3 separate regions of the Mus musculus genome follow, and regions 2 and 3 are each linked to region 1. Evidence: chromatin contacts called from public HiChIP or PLAC-seq and promoter capture Hi-C data. All regions are on one chromosome and are shown on one strand. The core of a region is the stretch at or near the end of the contact, and the rest is flanking DNA. Distances in the headings are between cores, read along the strand shown.

The links. Promoter capture Hi-C pulls out the DNA fragments that hold promoters and counts their contacts. HiChIP or PLAC-seq counts read pairs in DNA pulled down with a chosen protein or histone mark.
Region 2: a promoter capture Hi-C map of liver shows a contact between it and region 1, with 2.2 times the contacts expected there. The contact joins the promoter of Hmces here to the promoter of Anxa4 in region 1.
Region 3: a contact with region 1 is called in an H3K27ac HiChIP or PLAC-seq map of bone marrow-derived dendritic cells, with 4 times the contacts expected there. The contact joins the promoter of Rab43 here to the promoter of Anxa4 in region 1. A contact is called at or near these places in 2 of 115 datasets of contacts at active chromatin or transcription factors (bone marrow-derived dendritic cells and pancreatic cancer cells).

Annotation. Positions count from the first base shown.
Region 1 is chr6:86,792,237-86,795,063 of GRCm38.p6, reverse strand. It overlaps Anxa4 (annexin A4), which reads left to right and starts at 1,480. Exons shown (of 13, transcript NM_013471.2): 1 at 1,480-1,555.
Region 2 is chr6:87,912,581-87,915,407 of GRCm38.p6, reverse strand. It overlaps Hmces (5-hydroxymethylcytosine (hmC) binding, ES cell specific), which reads right to left and starts at 1,432. Exons shown (of 7, transcript NM_173737.2): 1 at 1,397-1,432; 2 at 713-917. The coding sequence starts at 895. Copg1 (coatomer protein complex, subunit gamma 1) reads right to left here. Exons shown (of 24, transcript NM_017477.2): 24 at 1,813-2,827.
Region 3 is chr6:87,810,355-87,813,181 of GRCm38.p6, reverse strand. It overlaps Rab43 (RAB43, member RAS oncogene family), which reads left to right and starts at 1,403. Exons shown (of 3, transcript NM_001039394.1): 1 at 1,403-1,835. The coding sequence starts at 1,638.

The DNA of each region.
Region 1 (2,827 bases), core at 231-2,730:
TCTGGGTTAGATCAGGTCCCCAGAAGTAAGACAAGATGCAGATGCCCTGTTAGTGCACTCCTGGGCATTCCCAGGAGAGCCTGCCATCTGTTGGAAGAAGTCGCATGTCACCTGTCAGAGCTCAGAAAGAGTCAAGACTCCTACTGGAGGTCAGCCCTTCCCTGATCCCAGACCTCAGATCCCAGATGAGCCTGGGTCAGATGGAGTCCTGGCCTTTGTTTCCCATAAAAGACTCAGGTGGGGACTAGCACTGAGTCTTCCCCGAAGACAGGTCTTCAATTCCCAGCAGCCAAGGGATCCTATGCTGGTGTGTAGACATACAGACAGACAAAAATCTGTACACATAAAATAAGTAAAATGCACACGTATTTATATGTAATAGTAAAAGCCTCTGTCTGTGGCTTCCCTACCTGGGCTAGGGCAGACTTTGGGAGAAGTGACATCAGAGGCCTGTGGCCTGGTTGCACTTGCTATAAAGATCAGCTTAGCTGTGGGCTAACTACAGTTCCTAGACACTAACCTTTATCCACCCCCCACCCCACCTCCCCTGCATGTAATTACTTTTAAAAGGATACAATAGTCTTGAATCTTCATTTTGTCCTTCCTATTACCATGATTAATTTTGTCTTCCCTTGTGGAAGCTTAGAAACATATAGACTTTGGAACATGAAAAAACAGGCCCAAGTCTAGATCAGCCTTCCTCCTCCTGACCCCCTCAGCCTTCCTCCTCCTGACCACACAATAAGCCACCTCCTCTAGCTACAGTTGCTGATACAATTTAAAATAATGACCACCTAGGTTTTGGTTGGCTAGAGAGCAAACACTGCCCAAAGCGACCCATTCTTTGTTAAATGAAATTGGAGGTTGCCTGTGGAGCCTCTGTTGCCTGCACCTGCCTCTGTTCTTCAAGCATTCATTATCCTTGTAGCAAGAGGCATGTGCCTCCGTGTCCAGCAAGGAGCCAGAACCAGGCTGGCTAGCAACCAAGAAATGCTTCAGTTGGAAGTTTAGTGGGAAACCCAGAGTTGCTTCTAACCCCGGTCCCAACGGTGACCTGTACCTGTCTCCGAGAACCCTTCCCCTGACTTTGAGGATTGCATCTGTCTTCTTTAAGGGAGGCGTGCAACTGCTGAGAATTTTCTGGAACGTATGTTATAATGTGAAAGGAGGACATGGACTGTGTCCTCAGATGTCACGTTCTGATTTTTCAAGTTACACTCTAGACTGGAGCGCCGAGGCCCCAAGTACGTTGTGCGACCCCAGCAGGACGCGAGGCTGAGACCCTGGGAGTCTGGTTGTGCAGGGTCAGGGTCCTGAGTGGGCTCGCTGTCCTCAGTGGGGTTAAAGGCCGAGTGCGTGATCTGCCTCAGGCCCCTCCTGGTGCTGGGGGCGATTCTCGTGCTCTAGCTGCGCTTCTCCGGGGAGGGACTTTCCTGTGGGCAAAGGGACAACCAGGAACTTGGGCTCAGTCTCCACCCCGAGACTGGGCGGGTCCTATCGGCCGGGACGAGGGTGTGGCATTCGCCGTAGTCTAGAGCCTTTCTCCGCACCAGAGGTAAGGGGCTTAGGGCAGTGGTCCGGACCTCCGCCGCGGGCTCTGGGGTCTGGGTGTGGGTCCTAGGCTCCGGGCAGGTGTCCTAGGCTCGGACCTGGAGATCTAGACTTCATTTGGGGAATCCTAGGCTGGGTCGCAGCTGGGGCCTGGAAACCTGAACTTAACCTCGGGATCCTGGGCTCGCCCGCTGTCCTAGGCTTGGACCTGGGAATCTTGGGCTCCTGCCGGTTGTCCTAGACTGTGGCTGGGGATCTTGGGCTCAGGGACCGGGTGCTGTGACCAGAGGCGGGTTCTTTGGGCCACTTGGCTCCGCGCCCTGGAAGCGTGAGGTCCCGGACCGGAGCAGCCACCTGGGAAACGTGGGGAGGAGCAGGCAGTGCCGCACGGTGCACAGCACTCCTGCAGTCCTTTGCTGAGTCAAAGCCCCCCCGGGACTCCGCACTGAGGATAAGCCACTGAGTTAACATTCTCTGAAGCTCACTCCAGCACTACTTGTGTTGCCTTTTCTTTTTGCAAGTAAGTTTGCTTTCTCGTCTTCTTAGGGCGCTCCTCGCCTCTCTTGTAGCGAACGGTCTCCACACAGTGCCTGGCGCCCAGGAATCATCTTATTCTTAGTTTTTATTCTGTGTCTGCCTGTGTCTACATTTTAACTTAGTCCTCGGTGCTTTGACCAGTTGGAGACTTTGGCGCCTAAGACAATTGGCGGTTTAACACTTTGCTGGCTCAATGTGCACCTCAAGGGTATGAAAGCCTCCATTTACTGGAGGAGCACTCTGGGCCTTAAGCAACTGCGCCTTTCATTAAAACTGGGCACTTTAGTGGATGGTGGAAGGATGGATAGGATGGCCGGTTGTTACCTATCCCTCTGCCCATCATTCCCAGACTCACTGTTTCCTTAGGTGGGAAGCAACTCCATTTATGGCCGTGAGTCCCTAGAGAACGGAGGAGAGAAGAACAAGAAGAGAGGACCAGGCATATATTCAGTTGATAGCGTGCCCCCAGCACACCAGAAGCCTTGGGTTTTATCCTTGGCTCCAAATAAATCAGGTGTACGTTTGCCTTTGAGGACAGTTTGGAGAAAATGACAGTCCCAACCCAAGCAACACCCTTTTGGAAGCTTCCCGTTTTAGATTTAAAAGGAATAGAATCTCATACTTCAGGACAATCGGTAGTTCAGGGTAATATTGGAGGGTAGTCTGGACTATTCGAGATCTGGCCTTCAAAAAAAGAAAGACCCAGCCAACAAAAAACCAAAACCAACACAAGAGTAGT
Region 2 (2,827 bases), core at 183-2,682, 1.1 Mb before region 1:
AGTGGAATCAGAAGGCAGCTTGCAAGAGCTGGTTCTCTCCTAACAGGCAGCAAGTGTTCTCACCCACTGAGCCAGGCTGCAAGCTCTGTAAGCTCCACAAATCAGTTTTTTGAGACACAGTTTTACTATGCAGCCTTGACTAGCCTCCAACTCAGAGATCTGCCTTCCTCCGGCCTCCTAAGTGCTGGGATGAAAGGTGTGTGACACCACACTTGGGTTTTTGCTTTTTTGTTTTTAATATAAGGACAGATGACGCTGATAAATCAGTAATACTTGAAAAATGCGATCTTAAAAAAAAAAAGAGAGAGAGAGAGAGAGAGAGTCAAGCGTGTCAGAGTGTACACACCTGTAATACAGGATTCTGGAGACAGGCAGATTTGCTGAAAATCTGAGGTCAGCTGGGCCTCTATAGGGAGTTCCAGGACCGCCAGGGCTACATTCATAGTTAAGACTCTGTCTCAAAAGAATTCTTAAATGTATTCAGATATGAGGTTCACATAATTTGGGCATACATTCAAACAGTTTAACTGACCCTGAAGAATGCTGACTTATTTCTTGCAGAGACCCAGAGGGATTAGGGCCTTAATGTATCTGTAAAGGCTGCTTTTCGGGTCATTCCGGAGGCTGGGCAGATGGCGGCACATGGGTCACGAGTCAGATGGCCACGGCGATGCTGGCCCAGAAGCTCCGATGGTGCTGACACACTCCTTACCTTCTCAAAGTGCAGTCTGGAGAGCAGCACGGGGCTGCTGGACTGCGGGCTCTTGTTGTAGGAGGGGCAGTACTTGTCGGGGTCCCTCCACTGCGGGAGCCGCCGCCGGCCCTGCCGATCCTGATAGGCGCAGGCCCTGGTGAGAACCTCTCTGGGCAAGTGACAGGACGTTCGCCCGCACATACTTCAGCGCTGCCGCTCAGACCTAGAGAAAGTCACAAAACCCTAAGGTTCTCCTCCCTAGGTCACGCCAATCTCCCCGCGAAGCCACATCTTCCGCGGAGGCTCCGTTAGGTCAGCCAGTCCCGGCCACTGCGGGGCCCACAGTCCCCAAGCAGGCCCTCGGGTGGCGGGCGAGAAAGAAAGCCGCTCCTCCCAGGTTGTTTCCCACGGACGCAGCAGGGAAAGGTGAGAGCGCTCGGCTTTGACGCCAGCGACACTCGCGGGCCGCGGCCACCGCACTACCGCCCCGCGGGGACACGCTCAGGTCCCGGGCGGGGCCTTGTCGGCGCCAAGGCTCCAGCTCGGAACGTGGGCGGTCCTCGCCTGCCCGCCCGCCGGCGTCCCCTCCGCCGGGTCCTCTCTTCCGCCCGCTAGCTTCTCCTCAGCGCGGCCCTCCTCCCGCCCGCCCGTCCGTCCTCATCCCCTCAACGAGGCCCTCCCCACGCGCCCGCGTCCTCTCACCGCCCGAGGGTCTAGTCCACCCTTCCTCGCAGCTAGCGTCCGCCTAAGAGACGCCCGTCCCGCTCCTCGGTAACCCCGCCCCGCCCCCGACGTGACGTCGCGCCGTCGGGGTTCCCTCCCCACAGGTGGGGGTGTGGCTAGGTGAAGCAAGACAAAATGCACTGACCTGAGACAGGCACCCCAGGAGGCCTCAGGGTCCCCCTTCCCAGGCCGGAATCTGAAGCCAGAAAACCTGTGCTGCCCACCCTCAATGTGTAAGGCCATCCGAATTGAGACTCTCTAGCTATTCCCACAAACCCCTAAGGGTCAGGAAGCCCCACCTGGTTTCCTTTTTAACATTTGTGTGTGGGGTGTGTGCAAGCCTTTAAATAAAACTAGAGTAAGCTGTAATCTTCACAAAAGGAGGCTGACACCAATTTCTTTAATGAAGTTTATTTGAATGGAATGGCTTCCAGGCTATGACCAGGCCTGGGAGTAGAAGGGGAGGGTATTAGGCAGGAAGAATACAGTCAGGAAGGGCTAAGCAGGATGTGGCCTTGAAGGTCAGGCTTTCCTTTAAAGCCTGGAGAGGCCTTCATAAAGGGATGGAATGAGGCAGAGAGGCCAGGCAAGAGCAACTGCTCAGTCCCCAGGAGAGGGATGGAAGGTGGGGGACAGAGGGATGTCTTTAGGGAGCAGCCTTCAGGTCACCTACTTGAGAAAACCCCCCAAATGAGAAATCTCTTTATAACCTGTTAGGAAGTTTCACACCACGTTACTTAGTTCACCACTGCATGCCTGACCAAGTACATGGTGGAGCCAGGACCAGTCATGAAATAGGCCATAGCTAAAACAGCTTAACGATGCTCAAGTGTAGCCTGATGTCTTCATGTTATGGGATTCGGCTTAAAGGTGCAGGCCTCTGTTCTAATGTGTACATGTGCATGTGCATACAGTATACAGGTGTGCATGAGGTTAGGCGGCAACTATTGCAAAATGGTCCTCTCCTTCTACCAAGTGGGTAGTCCGTCCTGATAGGTACCTTTACCTGCTGAGCCATCTGAGTAGCCTCACAGGAGGTCCAGTTCTTCAAGTGTTTCCAACAGTTTAAACCACCTGATTTGAGTTTAAAGCCCAAGCCCTGAAGCATCCCCTAGGATTTCTTACTCCAGCCCAAAAGGAATGCAGATACTGTTTTTCCCACTCATAGACCCAGAGCAGATCATGACACCCTCTAAGGACCTTTGGACACCCATCCATCTACAGATGCCTGTAGATGAGTGGCTTACCAGACCTGCTAGCTGTTGTCATTCGGCTAGCCTTTAACCCCACCCTAAGCTTGGCACTGACAGTCCCGAGGGGCTATGCACACGCTCCATTTGGTGAAGGGAGGCCTCAGGGAGAAGTGGAGGCCCTGAGCACGAGCCTGCAGAAGCAGCAGTTATTCAAGAA
Region 3 (2,827 bases), core at 154-2,653, 1.0 Mb before region 1:
TCACAGGGCCTGTGGAGATGGTGCCTGGGGGCTTGCTTTCTCTGCTTTCCTTAAGTTTCCTCTTCCCTTCCTTACTGGGGAAGTTTTGGATTTTGTCTTGGATTTTGCCTTTCGTTCATGGATGGATCTCAAGGCCCTAGAACAATGTTTGGCTTGCAACAGCCATTATTAAAAAACTATCGAATCAAATAGCCATGCAGGGCCTAAGGGGGCTGTCCAAAGAAGCTAGAGTATTCTCAGCTTTCTCTCATTTTTAGGGATGGGGCCTATTTGATCTAGTTCAAACTGTTTACAGACATCTGGGTCCCATTTCTGTGACTTCAGGTTTCTCAGGCCAAACTTCTGAGCTGGCTGACTCACAGGTTTCCCTTGTGCAGGAGGTGTTTGGCTGGGACCAGGACTCCTGTTCCCAGCCACCCCAGGTTTGACTGGACTCCTGTCTGCTCTATCAATTCTTCCAAATGGAACTCTAGGCCATTCTGCCCTCAAGGATTTTCATTTCCTCTGTCTTCCTTTTTCACCTAAGGGAAGCTGCCTTTACTGTGTGTCACCAGAACTTTCCATTCTCCGAAGAGGGAACATTGAGTTGTGTTCTGCCTCATCAGCCCTTCATTGTCAGCCATAGCTGTCCCCTGCCCCGAAACGACTCTTGCCTGTTCCCCACTGGGTGCAGGCCAGGCGAGGGACGGAGGCATGTCAGTGAGGGGTGGACGTGGGGCCCGGCTGAGAAGGGCATGAGGTTAGGGAATGATGAACTGGCGATTATAACGAGTTGTTGACCTAATAGGGGCCAAAGCCTGCTATGGGGGCGCAGCGGACCGAAGCGGAGTTGAAGAGGCGCGGAGAGCTGAGTTGAGAGGCGTTAGGGAGGAGTTAGCTCCAGGGCTACGAAAAGGTGCGGGTGGATTTCCGTCTTGGATGCAGTGCCTAAGGCGAGGTCCAAGCCAAGAGGCTCCGGAGGATTAGGGCGGGGTAAGAGATGTTAAGGGCGGGGTCAGGACCAAATAGAGGATCAAGGCGTTGTTGACAGCGAATCCGCACCGGGCTTAAGTCCGGGTTAGTGAAGTGCTGAGAAGTGAGAAAGAACGGTGCTGAGGGCGGGATTGGGGTGGTGTTGAGAGAAGGGTCGGAGGCTTTGGCCGTGGTGGGGTGCGGGCGGTGCTCGGAGAAGGATCGGGGAGGTGAGAAGCTTAGAGGGAGTGCTGGGGGGTCGGGACTGTACTGACAGGCTAGGAGGTGTTGGTTATGGGAGGGGGAGACTGGGCGGTCCTGGGGGCGGGACCCAGAGGCGGAGTGGCGGGAGATGGGCGGTGCTGGGGATCAGGGAGGCTCGCCCCGCCCTGAAGGCGGCGCACGAGCGGGCCTGAGGTAGCCGTGGGCCGGCACGGCACCGACGGCTGGCAGAGAGCTGCGGAGGGCCGGGCGGTGCGCTCCCGGGCGGAGCCGAGTCCTCGGGGCTCCGGAGCGGAGCGGGGCGGGGCGGAGCGGGACGGTCGATCGGTCCGCCGTGCAGCTCGTTCAGGTGCCGCCGCCGCTCCACGTAGCCCGGCGGCGGGCCGGCTAGGGCACACGGACCTCGGCCCGCGGCTGTCCTTAGCCCAAGCCGGGCCCTTGCGTCCCAGGACTCCCGCGGAGCCATGGCGGGCCCTGGCCCGGGAGATCAGGACGAACACTACGATTTCCTGTTCAAGCTGGTGTTAGTGGGCGACGCGAGCGTGGGCAAGACGTGCGTGGTGCAGCGCTTCAAGACCGGCGCCTTCTCGGCGCGTCAGGGCAGCACCATCGGTGTCGACTTCACCATGAAGACGCTGGAGATCCAGGGCAAGCGGGTCAAGGTGGGAGGCGGCGCGGCCCGCTGCTTTGCTCCCGGCGGGCGGTTCGCGGCCAGTCCTTCGGCTTCCCCTTCTTTCAGAACGGGCTTGGGCCTTGATGTCCGTGCTGGGTTCAGGTCCGAAAGCACCACCTTGGGCTCTGGGAGTGGTGACAGTGGGCGGCCAGAGCGTGGAGGAGGAAGCCTGCACCCCACTCCCGCCCCCCCGTCTCTCAGCCTGGGGACTCCTTCGAAACAACTTGCGGTGGAAGGCAACCTGCGGGCCGTTCCGTGAGCGCCACGCATGCCGGGACAGACCCTTCCCTGCGCGGCCCTCTGGGGAGCACTCAGCCAAATAACGACATCCCCGTGACCGGGAGGGACCAGGAAGTAGTGGCTGCTAGGACCGGAGGTCCAAAAGTTTTTGTCAGAATTTCCTCCCTGGCCACGCCTCCCCGCGGTCTCTTTTATGGACCCGGTGGTGGAACTCCACTCCACCAGGGCCAGCGCGGAGTTGGGGTGGGGGTGGGGGGCCTCCCCGACTAAGGGTTGATAGAAACCGAAAACTTCATCACAGATACCGGAAGGTGGGGGAGAGAAGCAAACTTTGGCAATGACCCCAGCAGAAACAGCAGGATGTGGTTGTCACAATGTCCTGGCAATGATTTGATAAATAATATTTGTGATGAATGAAATCAAGTTTCTTAACCTAGGTGTCTGTCCTCCCTAAAAAAAAAAAAAAGGTAGCATCCTGGACAGGACACAGCGCTGTTCTTGTGCACAGAGGCTCTTAGTAACTTTCCTGATTTCCACCCTGCAGAAATCCTTTGCCGTTTTTCACGGTTTCTGGTTCACAAGGATCTTCAAGACAGCTTTAAAGAGAACTGGGTGGGGGCAGTCTTGTGTTTTCAGACGTGAAGCCCGAGGATGGGAGTCTTTTGACCCTGTTGCTGGTGTGGCTCGCTGCTCATTTGGGTGGCTGTAGGCCTGTTCTCTGTTGCCCTTGGCTGGAATACT